Linked DNA regions of Mus musculus: regions 2 and 3 are each linked to region 1. Evidence: chromatin contacts called from public Hi-C and promoter capture Hi-C data. All regions are on one chromosome and are shown on one strand. Each heading gives the region's core, a stretch centred on a gene start, on an enhancer-like site or on the middle of the called end of the contact. The rest is flanking DNA. Distances are from core to core; before and after follow the strand shown.

The links. Promoter capture Hi-C pulls out the DNA fragments that hold promoters and counts their contacts. Hi-C and Micro-C count contacts between places; a contact is called where the count stands out from the background.
Region 2: a contact with region 1 is called in a promoter capture Hi-C map of hippocampal neurons, with 3 times the contacts expected there. The contact joins the promoter of Tmem132d here to the enhancer-like site in region 1. A contact is called at or near these places in 5 of 39 promoter capture datasets (cranial neural crest, embryonic stem cells, frontonasal cranial neural crest and 2 more), 3 of 484 Hi-C or Micro-C datasets (cerebellar granule neurons and cerebral cortex) and 1 of 115 datasets of contacts at active chromatin or transcription factors (embryonic stem cells).
Region 3: a contact with region 1 is called in a Hi-C map of cerebral cortex, with 2.2 times the contacts expected there. The contact joins two enhancer-like sites. A contact is called at or near these places in 2 of 484 Hi-C or Micro-C datasets (cerebral cortex and embryonic stem cells) and 1 of 115 datasets of contacts at active chromatin or transcription factors (neural progenitor cells).

The regions. Positions count from the first base shown.
Region 1 is chr5:128,201,358-128,206,176 of GRCm38.p6, reverse strand. The region is part of intron 2 of Tmem132d (transmembrane protein 132D); the gene reads left to right. Among named protein-coding and RNA genes, the nearest start is that of Tmem132d, 230 kb to the left of the region's middle. Within about 2 kb of position 1,911, at least 42 of the 459 cell types and tissues checked have an H3K27ac peak or open chromatin away from gene starts, as enhancers often do. A contact at or near this core is called in cerebral cortex and hippocampal neurons, where this site is marked.
Region 2 is chr5:128,430,618-128,435,436 of GRCm38.p6, reverse strand. It overlaps Tmem132d (transmembrane protein 132D), which reads left to right and starts at 2,360. Exons shown (of 9, transcript NM_172885.2): 1 at 2,360-3,151. The coding sequence starts at 3,073.
Region 3 is chr5:128,359,188-128,364,006 of GRCm38.p6, reverse strand. The region is part of intron 1 of Tmem132d (transmembrane protein 132D); the gene reads left to right. Among named protein-coding and RNA genes, the nearest start is that of Tmem132d, 71 kb to the left of the region's middle. Within about 2 kb of position 2,871, at least 4 of the 459 cell types and tissues checked have an H3K27ac peak or open chromatin away from gene starts, as enhancers often do. A contact at or near this core is called in cerebral cortex, where this site is marked.

The DNA.
Region 1 (4,819 bases), core at 662-3,161:
TTCAGGGAAACGTGGAGAGAAAGGTGAGGAGGGGCAGAGCAGAAGAAGGAGAAAGGGCCCACTGTGGGAACAGAGTAAAGAAGTTGCCAGTTCCCGGTCCAGGATGATGAAGGACAGAGTATAAACACCACCATGTGCTGATTCTTGATTTGTGCTTTCCTCTCCACAGCCAGCACAGGGAGCTGAGAGCCCCAACCCCTCCCTGGTGTACCAGAGGCTGAGTCTAAGCCTATTCATGATCTTGATTGATGGCTATGAGCATCCCCCCATTGTCAGGTTTCCTGTGGCTTTCTAGAAGGGCACTCTCTCATTTAAAGGGCAACTGTGCAGGTCACAGAGGGGTAGGAAGAGCCTTCTACAGTCCTCCCAGGGCCAGAACGATAGTTACCTTCTGCCTCTTCCTGTCTTGTCTGTCATGCCCTACTCTGAGAGCTCCATAGTGTTCTTTCCAGTGATTGACTGGGAAGCTCTGTACACTGATTTGCAAACTGCTTCTAAACTGCCAGTCTCGGCATCCTCTAGACACTTAGTGATGGATGCTGGGGGCCACCTTGACCTTAATCAGGCTTGTGCTGGCAGTCTGTTTTAGCATAGCTGCTAGGTCGTTGATTTAAGCTCAAATGCTGAGAGCCACAGTCCTATATGTGCATGGGAATCCAGTGTGGGTGATGTGCTGCTGGGGTGGGGACGGGGGAGGGCAGGGCTGTGAAATAGTAAGAACTAAGGATAGTGTAGATGAGTGTTAGAGAGAAGAGTATGTCAGTCAGTGGAGGCAGCATGTTCTTCTACAAGGCATGTTCTTTCCTTTTTACATTTTTATTATATATCTTTAAATGTGTGTGTGTGTGTGTGTGTGTGTGTGTTTATGCAAGCGTGTGCGCATGCACGCATACACACATCTTATATGCGAGGGAGTTGGTTCTCTTCTTCCATAATGTGGATCCTGCGGATCAAACTCAAATCGTCGGTTTTGGCAGTAAGCACCTTTACCCACTGAACCATCCTACCCATCCTTATGGCTTTCTCCTAGCTTGTGAGAGCCATCTATTCTATTTCGGGAACAAAATGGCTCAGAAGATGCATCTGTGCTTCTCCCCGTAGAACAAGCTGGCCGCCTCAAGCCTATCAGTCAACGGAGCCCTGTGTGAGCTTGCTGTATCCATGCTCTCCCTTACCTCCTGCCTTCCTTACCCTTGCCGATAACATCCAAACCTGCTTTCCATTACCCATGTACTCTCACAGATAAAAAGCAATCCCAGGCCAGGATATGATTAAGATGGACTTGTGCCAAAAGGCCTGCCATGCTCTCCGTGTCTGGGCCTTGCCACCCACTCCTTGGAGGGAAATTGATAGCTTGAGAAATCTTTGCAAGCCTCTCTGCCCTGCTAATTGCAAAGCCTGCGCACACAGGAGAATGGGATCGCCACTCTTGTTGCTAAAGCTTTAGTGTGAAGACGGCTGCGTTAAAGCTCCTCAGAACACATACCACTTACCCTTCGTGGTGAACCTAGTTTAAGAGCCAGGGATTTGTGGGCTGTTTTCTTTTCTCTTCTTTTTTTCTATTCTTGTGATATGCCATTCCTCTTTCCTCACAGTAAACAATATTTCACAGACTCCAGCACAGAAGGCCAGACATCTCCTGCTCCTCCTCGGCTCCCTCAGCATGTCCGCTGGGGCTGGCTGTCATTACAAGCTGCAGAGGAGCCCAGCGCTTGCTATTCTTGCTCTGGAAAGCATCTGCTGACGGGTGGAACAAAAGCTGGACCCACGCCACGAACACCTAGCAGGCCCCCTTCACAGCTTTTGGTGGCTGGGATGGAGGGGTGGGGGATGGGGACCTACAGTGTCCGAGGTGCTCACAAACACTGAAAAGGGAAGCAGAAGAATGTGTGGTTGGTTTATTCTGGATTTGTTTGCCCCTTGTTCATTCAAGGGTACTCAAGGGACTCTGGCTGTGTGCAGGATTAGCCTTGCCCAAACAGAAGAAAGCTTTGTCCCTTTGTCCCTGGATCCTAGGAGGCAGACTTCTGAGCCCTCTGAATGCCCTGCCTGGTAAAATTGTTTCTGTTCTCCTGGGGATGTGGCCAATGCCGGTATTCTATGTTAACTCTACATTGTGTGGGAGGGTCTTCCGCTCATACAGTGTCAGCAGGCTCTCTGGAAGGGCTGGGGACTGAGGTTGGCCAAGCAAATGTTCACCATGGAAACAGTATACAAAGTCACCACCCAGGGGTCACTGTGACTGTTAGACAAAACATCACCTCTCAGGGGGCACCATAATTATAGGACATTATGCCACTACCCAGGATTCACTTTGACTATAGAGACCAAGTCACTACCCAGGTAGTCACCATGGTAGAGGGGCACTAAGTCACTACCTAGTGGTCACCATGACTATAGTTCATCAAGTCACCACTCAAGGATCACCATGAATAGAGGGCACCAAGTTACCACCAAGAGTAGACACCAGGCAGTGTCTACCCTCCATGAGTAGAGGGTATCGAGTTACTACCTAGTGGTCACTATGACACAGGATACTAAGTTACCACCTGGGGGGTCACCATGACTATAGGATGTGAAATCATCACTCAGGGTCACCATGCCTAGAGGATACCAAATCACCACCCAGATTGTCACTATTATTACAGACATAGCACCACTATCTAGGGCTCACAATAAAAATAGTTACAACTTGTCACCCAGGTGCTCATTATACGTCACAAGACACCATGTCTTTACCCAGGCGACCTACAGAACCACAATACTACAGTAAGCATGGGAACAAGGAGCTTCAAGTGACATTCCTGTATTAATAGTGCAGCACAGGTGGCCACAGGTTCTTGCTAAAAGGAATATTCAGTATCTGTGTCACTCCACTGGGAAGCCTGATCCCCCCTGCGTCATCCCATTTAATTTTCCTGTGGCTGCTTTAAATGTGGGTTGGGTCTCTGTGGTCACCAGCAGTAGTGGTATCACAGTTTTGCTGTACTGTGTGTGTCCCTCTAGAAATATCATTGGACATGGCCATCTGGGGGGACTCTTGTCCCAGCATGGAAAGCCTGCTCAGAAAGTAAATAATAGACACACAGAGATGAGAACAATTCCAAGATGAGGAAATTCACAGTTGCAGATAAGCATTAGTCAGTGCTCAAAGGACAACATCAAACAAGATTGGACCCTACCATAGCTTCCCTTCTGTTCTGTGAACAGGTGCATTCTGGAAGCCCTTACCACCATTCTGTATAAAGCAAGACTTTCTGTAGAGGGCGCTGCTGAGGATGAGACACACAGGTATATAAACAATGCAGTTTTAGTCGAGACTTAATTCAGTGCCTTTTTCTCATCTTCTTTCTATTCAAGTGACAGAAAACTCAACTCAGTCAGTAGTTGGTCAAAACCATTTTCTCATCTTTCCCCACAAGTAGTACCTAAGCCTGTCATGGCCGCTTTGGGGATGGAATGATGGAAGGGGAGTTTGGTGTCATCACTGACCTACCTTATCCATCATGGTCTTTCACCACTATCCTCCAGGTAACCTCTGGCCTAATCCATGTCATGTAAGCAATACAGGGGAACATTAGTGGCTTTCCCCAGGGTTCTCAGGCTACCTGGGAGCTTTCAAGCTATGCACACCAGGCTCTAGCTGTTCAACTGTGTCTTCCTTACCCATCCCTTAGTTCTCGTAAGCTACTCTCAAGGGAGTCTGCAGAGGGATCTGTGCTTTGGCTCAATTGATACCCATCCCAACCCCCTTTTAGCATTCCAGAGGAAGGAAATGGAAGCATTGTCTCCTAAAGACTCATTACCTGGTGTCTATCTGTAGCCCAGGTATGGATGTCCTGTTGTGCAGACACACTTCCAAAGACCTCATAAAGGAGAGCATTCCATCCAGCAAATGCCTGAACTGTCTCCTGGCCCCTTCCCTCCCAGCTAACCTGTCCAACTGCATGAGAAGTCGCAGCTGCAAAGCAAAGGCTTTGGTGATACTGCAGAGTTGGCTGGCTGGTTGCCATTTCTTAGTCTGGCTTCATATCATCAAAGCTCACTTATTGACTCTTGCAGATTCAGTATGGCTGTTGCTGACTGCAACCAAGACCTCTGACCTATAAAAGATAGTATATGGAAAAAAAAAAAAAAAGCCCTCATGGCCAGCTTCTTAATTTACAATTAAGCGCCCAGGCTTCCAAATGCATACCTGCTGATCAGTACATTTTCTCCCCACCCACATGTGTGCCTGGACCACAAAGTCCCCAGTATAATTAAAAACTGCTTAGAAAGAATTACCCGGGGTCAATAGGATTGTCTGATGCTGAGATCCAATGTCCATCAAAGAGTTTTCAGGAGAATATTAGAGCCTATAGAATCCCTACCCCAACAACCACCTAGGTATTCTCCCCTCTACCCCCGCACCCGTATTCAAGAACCTTCCCACATTGCTAGGGAAGTAAGCAAGGGACTTCTTGCAAGGGAACAAGTTTCTTTTTTACCTATATTCTTTTACAGATAAATCAGCAGAATAGGAGAACTAGGATGCTGTGATAAGAAAGTAATTCCCCGCAAGTGCGCATTATTTTTCTAATCACGCCCACTGTGTTCAAAGCCAAGCCGTGACCTGTCGATGAGCTTCTTCTAGTGTTCCACAACAGAATACCAACAGAAATCAAGGAAAACCAGGAGCTGAAGCCGTGATCAGAACAGTTAGGAGTGAGCCCATCTCAGATTGTTTTCAATGGCAAACAGTTATTTTTTATAAATATTTGATGAAGAGAGAAAAAAATATCAAAATTCACATGCTGATAGGTTCTCTAAAGAGAGAGCA
Region 2 (4,819 bases), core at 1,111-3,610, 230 kb before region 1:
TCTGAGTTCCAGGACAACCTGGTCTATAAAGCAAGTTCCAGGACAGCCAAGGCTGCAAAAATCATATATATATATATATATATATATATATATGTGTGTGTGTGTGTGTGTGTGTGTGTGTGTGTGTGTGTATGTATATGTGTGTGACACACACATACACACACACACACACACACACACACTCACTTGGGGATCTAGAGAGATGGCTCAGTGTTTAAGAATCCCGGCTGCTCTTGCAGTGAACTCGGAGTTTGATTCCTAGCACTCACATGGTGGCTCCCAACTGTCTGTAACTCCAGTTCCAGGGGATTGGCCTCTCCTGGTCTCTGCTGTTACTGTACACACACAAGGTATTTACATACATGTTGGCAAAGCACTCACATACACAACATAAATATAAATAAACCTTTAAAAATATACGTGAATCCACACAATTGGATCAGCCACAAAGAAATAAGGGGGAAGCTTGGTGAGATGTGAAGGGTCATTCAGAGAAATGCCTGCCAGAGATGAAACCTCTGTTTCTCCCATCCGTCGGGGAAAAGAGTAAGGCAGCCTGGAGTCCCACCTGCCTCGATACATCAGTTCAGGGATGGGCACAGCAGTCATTTCAACCAGGTTCTTTGTATTGCTAACTCTGTAAAGTTTTTAGAAAACAGAAAATGTGTGTGTGTGTGTGAGTGCATGTGCGCGCGCATGTGTGTGCCCGTGCTCATGCACACACAGAAAGAGATCGAGAGATATAGAGACAGAGACAGACAGAACACCAGAAAGACAAAATTTAAGAAAGGCACACAGGACAAATCTGGAGCTGGTACCCCAAAGATGAGGATACCCAGAAAGACAGAGGCCTTTGGGCTGTTTTTGGCAGAACAACCCTGACTCCTCTGATCTTCCCTTGGAAGTCAGGGAGCTGAAAATGCTTAAAGCTGGGGATGGTTTTGTAGCTCCCTGGTGTGGATTGCCTCCTTAGCCAGATTCTGTGAGTCCTGTCATGTTCTAACTTAAAAGTCACCATGAAGACCCACCTCTGGGGGTTCCCACAAAGGTTTAACTGAAGAGGAAGGTTCATCCTGAATGTGGGTGCTACCATGGATGGACAGAGGCCCCAGACTAAATACAGAGAGAGCAAGTTGAGCACCAGCCTGGCGCCCTCGCCCCCAGTTTCTGACTGCAGATGCCATGTGACCAGCTGCCTCATGCTCTTTGCTGCCAAGCTGTGATAAAAACAAAGATCAAAAGCAACTTGAGGAGAAGTGGGTTGGTTTCATCCTCTAGTTTAAATCCATCATGGAGGGAAGTTAGAGTCGGAATCCGGAGACAGGAACAGACACACAGAAGCAGTGGAAGGAAGCGGCCCACTGACTTGCTCTCCATGGCCTTTGTAGCTTTCCTTTCATATAAAACCCAGGACCACCCGCCCAGGGGCGGTACTACTTCCAGTGGCTCCTCCCACAGCAATCATTGATCCAGAAAATGCCCACAGGCTCCCTACAGGGCAATCTGATGGAGGCATTTAGTCAGCGGAGGTTTCTTCTTCCCAAATGACGCTAGCTCATGTCAACCGGACAAAAACTAACCAATTCATGCCTGTGAGCCCAAAACGGACTCTCTTTCCCTTAAGTTGCTTTTGTTAAGTATTTTGTCATGGCACAAAGAAAATTAACTAACCCAGTCCATTTTTATCCGCAGAAGTGAACCCACTCGTTGGAGTGATGCTGGGTTTCCTCTCTGAATCCCCACAACATCTGCTTGTTTCCAAGGCTCTGCGGAGCAGTGAGGAGGGCTCCGGCTCGGGACACTAGCATGGGTATTATGTATCTTGGTGTGAGTTCGCCTTAGATACCCTGGAAGGCATGAGTGGAGAGCTGTACCTATTAGCTTTTCAATGAAATATCTTCCCTAATGCCAATTCCCTAATGCCCAAAGGCCAGCGGGGAGCCAGGATGGAAATCTTTCAGGGACAGGAATTTGAGGGTCATTTTGGCATCCCAGGCTCACAATCTAGAGTTCACCGGAAACACTTCAGCCTATGTTAGGGGTTCCTGAACTGTCCTTGCCTGAAGGCCGCCTATAGTCAGAAGCTTTAAGAAGGCAGGGCAGATGGCCTTTCCACACCTGTTGTGAGCGTGGACATCCACGCTGGTTCTCGTGCGCGCTCCTCGGGGCTTGCGGGGTGTCCATAACCTCCTTTGAACATCTCCCTCCTATTCGAGCACATAGAGAGGGCGACTGCGAGGCTGGGCGCCCCGCAACCAGGAAGGTGGGACCTACTTTGCGGATTGGGGCTCACAGCTGTCACTCCAGAAGGGTGGGGCTTAAAAAGAGAGAGAGAGGGAGAGAGGAAGAGAGAGAAATTAGGAAGCAACAACCCCAGCCCGCCTGGGCACGCTGCTCTGGGTGCGCTCGGATGCAGCCGCCCCGAGCTCGCGCCTACTCGTCCGCGCGCCGCTCGCCCTCCGCCCCGAGCGCTGCTCGTCTCCGGAGCCGGCCGTGCGCCGGGCGCGCGTGGGGAGCCGGGGCGGGCTGGGGTGGAGCCGCAGCGCCCCGCAAACTTTGGGCGGCGGAGCGCGCGCGCCGAAGCCCCGTGGCGCGGGATGGGGGCGGCGAGGCTATGTGCCCCGGGTCCCCACGCGTGCCTGGCTACCAGCCCGGGGACCCCCGCGCCGCCTCTGCCCGCGCCCCGGGCCCCGCAACCTCGCAGCCCCGCAGCCGCCCGCGCGCGCTAGCCCACCGCAGCCTCCCAGCCGGAGTCCTCAGAGCGCTCTCCATGCTTGGGGACGCAACACCGGAGACCCCCCTTGTGGAGTGAAATTCAATTCACGAGCCAGTCCTCAGCGCAGTCGAAAGACTGAGGTGAGCCTCGGCCTGCGCTGCGGGACCCCGGAGCCTGAGCGGCCTGGCTATGGACCTGTGGGGACCCGGCACAGGGCGGCCCTGCTGCTCGGGTCCCTAGCCAGATGCGTCTTGGTCATCCAGCTCAGCTTCTCTTCTCCGGGGATCTGGCGACATCCCTTCTTCAGCCAGAGGACACCACGGAGGAGCAGAGGACCCGCGCTCCAAGTCTCCAGGATGTGCCCATCTGAGATGGGGACTCTGTGGTACCTCTGGTCTCCCGTGCTCATCAGCCTAGCTGCCCTTTTCTCCAAAGGTGAGGACGCTGGGGCTACCTGGGCCCGGGGGACTTAACTTTGCTGAGAGTAGATGTGGATGTGGGTGGCCCAGAGAGGGCCGGTGGGTGTGTGTGTGTGTGTGTGTGTGTGTGTGTGTGTGTGTGTGTGTACACAGCAGGTTTGTGGAGCCAAGGTTCCGGGGCAGACACCTTGGCAGCAGGTGATTTCCCTGGAAGTCTTGGTATGATGCCCTAGGAGAGTGTGCCTAAGCGACAAAGGGAAACGGGGAAGCCTAGTCTGCCCTGGCCCTGGACGCTTCCTAGAATTTGGTGTGGACTTCCCAACTGGCCCTAACCGGTTTAGAAATAATTCTCAACAGCCCTGCTGTGCGAGAATGTCAGCTAGTGTACCACGGGCCGTTAAGAACACAGTTGGCCAGAGACCCTTTCAGCCCAGGGTCTCCTGGGTCGGCCTTCTGCAGCTGCTGTGTGTGTATAGGGGATGGGGGTGGGGGTGGGTGGGGGGATAGGAGAATACTTCCACAGATGCTCTACTGTCTATCTGACCCAAGTCTTCCCAGTGGGGTCCTGACATGGGGCCGTGAGTAGAAGCGGGAAGCCCCGTTTACCTGCTATTACCGTCTCCTTCAAATCCCTGCCTGGTACAAGCAAATTTGAAAGCTTGGGACAGAAATGCCTTGCAGAGCGATCGATATCCACAGGACACGGTAGATGGACTCTACACGTCTTCCTGGCCGAGCAGGAGGTTTCTATTTGTGGGTAGTTTTCTCCCCTACACCCCCTTTCTACAGCAAAAGTCAAGATTCTTTGCGGTCTCCTGTGTGCTGGAAAAAAAAAAAAAAACCCTGTAAACATATTTCTCTGCGAATATTTATCAGGCAACATCTCTCTGAAACTTCCTAGCCAGTTGACAAGCGCAATCTTTTATGATATGTTGATTTTGGTTTCTGGCTTTTCTGGTATCTGGCAATCTAGTTGCATAGAATCTTGTAGAGTTAGGCAGATTGATTGCTGTTTTTTTTTTTTTTTTTTTTTTTTTTTTTTTTTTTTTTTTTTTTTTGCGTGGGAATGGTTGCGGGGGCATGCTAGGTGTTTATGTCACTGTGTTTTCAAGTGCTGTTGAAGGGGGCTCAGGTAAGCTAATGAGGAGTAGCCCCACTTCCGGGAGGGAGCCACAGCTTTGGAGATATAGAATACACTGGAAACCAAAGAGGAGGTTGGTTAAAAAAAAAAAATGCAGACCCTAGGTCGTCAGGGCCACGATGCCACTCCAGCATAGCTGGGAGGCGTGCTGTTGTCCTTGTTGCTTGGTTTGATAAGAATAGACGTCTTTGTTTTTATTCCTTAATAGCAGGGCTTTATTAAGGGCGGCTTTGGACTGACTCTACACTAATAATGGTGTTCCCTCTCACTCCCTCACTGATTCCTTCATTATGAGCAGCTGTGCTGATGGGTGCCACCTTGCCCTGGGTGCTTTTGAACTCGTCCTTAAACAAGGTATGGGGTGGGAGGGGGGAGCATCTCTTTCCCAAATGGCTAGAACCCAGCTTGTCAGTAATGTTAATGTCATGTAAGGTTCTTTGCTCGAACTTTGAAAGAGGACTGGCGGAGCCTGCCTCGGGCAGACTGTTGAAGCCCAGTCGGAATGTGGGGAACCTTCACGCAGCTGTGAGCAAGGTTAAAGGC
Region 3 (4,819 bases), core at 1,622-4,121, 160 kb before region 1:
AGGATGAGTGGAGAACTGAGGGAAAAGCAGCTGCCAGTGTGGGGAGACTCATCAGAGATGCTCGGTAGAGGCTAGATGACTACAATCATCTAGAAATATGGGGTAACAGTCGTCCTGGAGACTACAGTTCCAGGTCTCTGTTGGACCCAGGTCAGGCCGGGAAGGCTGAAAGATGGATACGGAAGTGGAGATAGCTTACAGAATAATAGGTTTTGGGGAAGCTAGAAGAAAAAGTCTCAACAGTAGTGATAGAGAAAAGGGAAATGAATTCTTTCCATTGTTGATGACGTATGTTTACAAACTCCACGTTTTAGGGGCTGGTCTCTTCAGGTATTCTTCTTGGCTGTGCTTTCTGCATACGTGATTCAAAGCCTAAGTAGGCAGGTTGAACGGGCTTCCTGGATTCATCTGGCTGTTGGGGGCATTCAGTTTCATGGAGATATAGAAGTGGGGTCCTGTTTCCTGAATACCTACTTCTGAAGAAGGCAGCCATATCTCCCATTCCCCAACTCCAGAGGGGCTGGCTGTCTTTCTCCTGTCACGACCTTGGGTCCACACACTAATACAGCGACCCCAACACAATTAGATCAGAAACAGCCTTGATCATCAGCCAAGTCAGCCTTGTTAGTAAAATAACATATTTAGAGATGGTTGGCACACACTCAGCATCCCTGGGCTCTGGGATGATGACAGAATAGTCTTTAGGTCATCATGGAAGACAGGCAGGAGTACATGTATGGAGGATCACCTTTGGAGGTGTCACAATCAGGCTCAGAGCATCCCCAGTCCTCTGGAAGCTGATCACCAAGAGTTCAGTGAATATGGGTACAGGGAGACACAGCCAGCAGGTGTGGACATGAGCTGAGGGGAAGAGAGAAACAGGACCAAGGTGGCATTAAGAAGGGAGCTTACTGACTGCTCAGGGGAGGGGGATGGTGGTGGTGCCTGTGTCTAGCAGCATGCTTTTCCATACAGTTCATTTCCACAGGGACCTAACAGCTCATTTTTTTTCTCCAGCTGAACATAAGCACCTTCCCTAGAAGGGGGAGGGGTAAGTTGTTGAACATTCTCAAGGATGCTGTTTTTGTTTTTGTTTGTTTTTTTCCTGAGAACTATAAATGAAATCTTTATACATCGTGTATCTTAACTGCTATTGCTTTGTAAAGAGACATTATTGGTTTGAGTTTTGAGTTCCCTGCCTCTTGTTAGACACCGTGGTTTTTGTTTTTTTTTAATCTTTGTTAATTCACTTGGATTCTTCATCCATCAACAGTGATATCAACTTGCTTTTTTTCCTCTCTCTCTCTATTTCCTCTATGTTGCTTGGGGCTGAATTTTTCTTTAGGAACATTTTTGACATGCTTTAAAGGGAACTTTCAGACATGACCCTAGATCAAAGATCTATCTAGATCAAAGATCTATCTGTCTGTCTGTCTGTCTGCCTGTCTGTCTGTCTATCTATCTATCTATCTATCTATCTATCTATCTATCTATCTATCTATCTATCTATCTATCTATCTACTCTGTTTGTTAACACAGTGAGTGAAAAATGAGTAAACATTTTGACTTTGTTTGGTCACTCCTAGGGTACTACTTAGTCAGAATCCCACATGATCACATTATTTGGAATTTTCAAAATTTAAGTACTATCTTAACACATTTTATTACATTTTAAAAAAGATTTTTAAAATGGTGGGTATGAGGGTTCGCCTGCATGTATACCTGTGCACCATGTGTGTGTGCAGTGCCTGCACAGAGCAGACGTGCAAGGATACCCTGGAACTGGACATCCATCCCACCCTATGCTGTTATGTCCATTCCAGGAATGGACTCTCTTTCTTCTGCAAGAACAAAGAGTGCTCTTAACTGCTGAGCCGCCTCTTCAGCCACCTAGTGTTTTGTCTCTCTCTCTCTTTTTTTTCTTTAACAAGGAAACTATATTTCAGGTTTCTTAGACTGTCTTAAACTTTTTTTTTAAAATCATATATGGGGTGCACACTTGCAAACCCAGAATTTGCAAGATGAGGAAGGACGATCAGGAATCCAAGGCAGCTTAGCCTGGACTAAGTTCGGCCCTGTCTCAATGAAGAAGCAAGTAAGTAAGTAAGTAAATAAATAAATAAAGACTCATTTTGTTTCCAGATAATGATATGTTCCTGTCCTTTTTTTCTGAGTTTGTATTTCTCTCGTTTATTTCCCCTTTGTCCTTCCCCTGAGACCTGGAAAGCCAGGCTGATGCTGGTGTTGGCTCCACACTGAGTCCTAAGCCTTGCGCTTATCCTCTGACCTGCGCTCCTTCCCCCTCCAGCCTGGGTCAGCGGGAGTTTTGCTTTCTTCCCTTCTGACACCAATGCTTTTCCTTAGACCAGGCCCCGTGATCGTGAGTCGTAATTTTTACAGCTCTATTCTCTACTTTATAATCGCATCTCTCCCGGTGCGTGTTTTTAGAATGCACAGTTTCCTAGAGACGTCCCCCTTTTCTCTAGATTTCCAAATTTATTAGCGTGGACCTGCCCACATGTTGTTCCTTTAAACGCCCGCGCAGCTCTCTGCTCACCCTCCTAGCTCAGGTCTGAGTTTCATCTTTTGTATTTTCTGCTTGTCTGTCCTACATTAGGCTAGCGGGGCGCTTGTTTCTTTTTTATCGCTGGGCTTTCTGAAGGATTCATTTTTAAAAAAACATCTCCCTAGGGACTCCAATTCGCTTTCTAGGTGAGCCCCTTCGAAGCTGAAGGAGCATCGGAGCATCTGGAAAGACTTCACCCTGTTGGTGGGGACTCAGCCCTGCTTCTTGGCTTTTGCATCTCTGGCACCCACCCCCAGGCCCTTGTGGGCCAATCTTCAGTTGGTCTTTCAGCATGCCCACGGGTCTCCTTCGCTGAGTGAGGATGTGCCAGCCAGCTACAGGGGTGGCTTTATTTATAACGTGACCCAAGATGTCCCCGAAGACTGTGAATTTCCAAGCAACTGACTTGAGGGCGTAATGTCCTTCCTATTTTAAAAATAAAATATGGCTGAAGTTTGCGCCAAGCATTTGCTACAATCTTACTTGGTCTTCAGGGATTTAGTGATACTTCCTATGACCATTTCTACCTGTCTTTGAAGATCAGAGCAAATTTTTTATTTGTCTGTTTTTTGTTCTTTTGTTTTGTTTGTGTGTTTTGGGAAGTGGTCTGGAGAAAGCTGTTAACTTTGTCTATTATCAGGGTCTCCACATATCTCTCCCTTTCTCTTTCTCACCCCTCATTTTCTTCCTCCTTGTGTCTTCCCTACTCCCCTCTATTTTCTTCTTCCCTCCCTCCATCTCCTCCTTTCCCTTCCCTCACCTCCTTTCTTGCATCCCTCCATCTTCCCCTCCCTTCCCCTCCCCCACCTCTTTTCTTGCATCCCTCCCCCCCCCCACCCTTCTTTCCTCTCTCCTCCCTTCTTGCTGGCTCATGACCTGTCAGATCTACACCATGTTCAGCAGTTTCTACTTCCCCTGTGTGTCTGGCCTGCCTCCTCTTCCTTCTCTTCCTCCTCTTCCCATCTCCCCTCCACTGCATGCAGAGCCAAGGACACATGGGAGTGTGTCCCCCACCCCTAGTGCCTTCTCTGGGCCCTTCTCCCGCTGTGCCCCTATGGGTCTTCTGCGGTTTTCCGTATCTCCATCTTCAGGACGTCTCTTCTGGGGTCACTGCTGTCCACACAGCCCTTTGTGCTCCTGATATGACTGTTTTCTCTCCTTACCTCCCCTTTCTGGGGTCTCAGAACTTGCCTTTGTTTTGAGACAGTGTTCTGTTCTTTCATATTTTGGTCAGGGCATCTTGGGGTCCTGGCTCATCTTACCTGAGGTCTAAGTGTGTTGGAGACTGTAGATTCCGCAGATAGAGTGAGAACAGGGTTCTTGAGGTAGCTGGGCTATGAGCTGGGTATGCAGGGTCAGTCTGCTCTCAGCTCTCTCCTGAGCAGTAATGTTCAGCCTGCTCTTTGGCTGAGAATCTAAGCTACTGTTTCCTAAATAGAATCCTATATTATATAATAGCATTACATTAAATAAGAGGTCGGGACCATCGGTCAGAATCGCATTAGTAAAATAACTACATTCTGTACATTTTTCTCAGGCTAACTCTGGAGGCCTCATCCTGTTCTAGAGTTTATCGTTGAGCCTTGATCTGTGGCCTTCAGAGACCCCCTTGCTTGGCGCCTAGTGTTATTTTTGTGCTTTCTAAGGTAGCATGGCTTGCTTTAGAAATAGCCAGAAGGGAACAGTGGGAGGGGGTTTCCAGGAAATGGAGCTGGACCACTGACCAGCTGCAGCTAAGCCAGGTAATTTTTATTGTCAACTTGATACAGCCTAGGACCATCTGGGAAGAGAGTCTGAATGAGGGACTGTCTGGAACAGGTTGGCCTGTGAGGATGTCTGGGGATGACTGTCTTCATTAAGTTGATTGACCTGGGAAGACCCAGCCCACGCTGGGTGGCTCCATTCCCTAGATCCTGGGGCTCTTGAGCTGTGTAAGAGTAGAGAAATAGAATTGAGCATAAGCAAGCAAGTGAGTGAGCGTTAACTTACTCTTTTCTTTTTCTTTCATTTCTTTTTGCTCTGGACTGTAGATGTGATGTGACTGGCTGTTCAAAGTTCCTGCCTTGACTTCCCCACAGCGATGGCCCGTAACCTGGATCCATAGGAAGAATTAAACCCCCTCTCCCCCCTAAACTTCTGCTTTGATTAGAGTATTTATCGGAGCAACAGAAACGAAACTGGGACACTTTAATGCAGCTACTGTGATCTGGCTCTGCCCAGCTTAGTCTGAGTGGGTCCAGCCTGCTGCCTTTT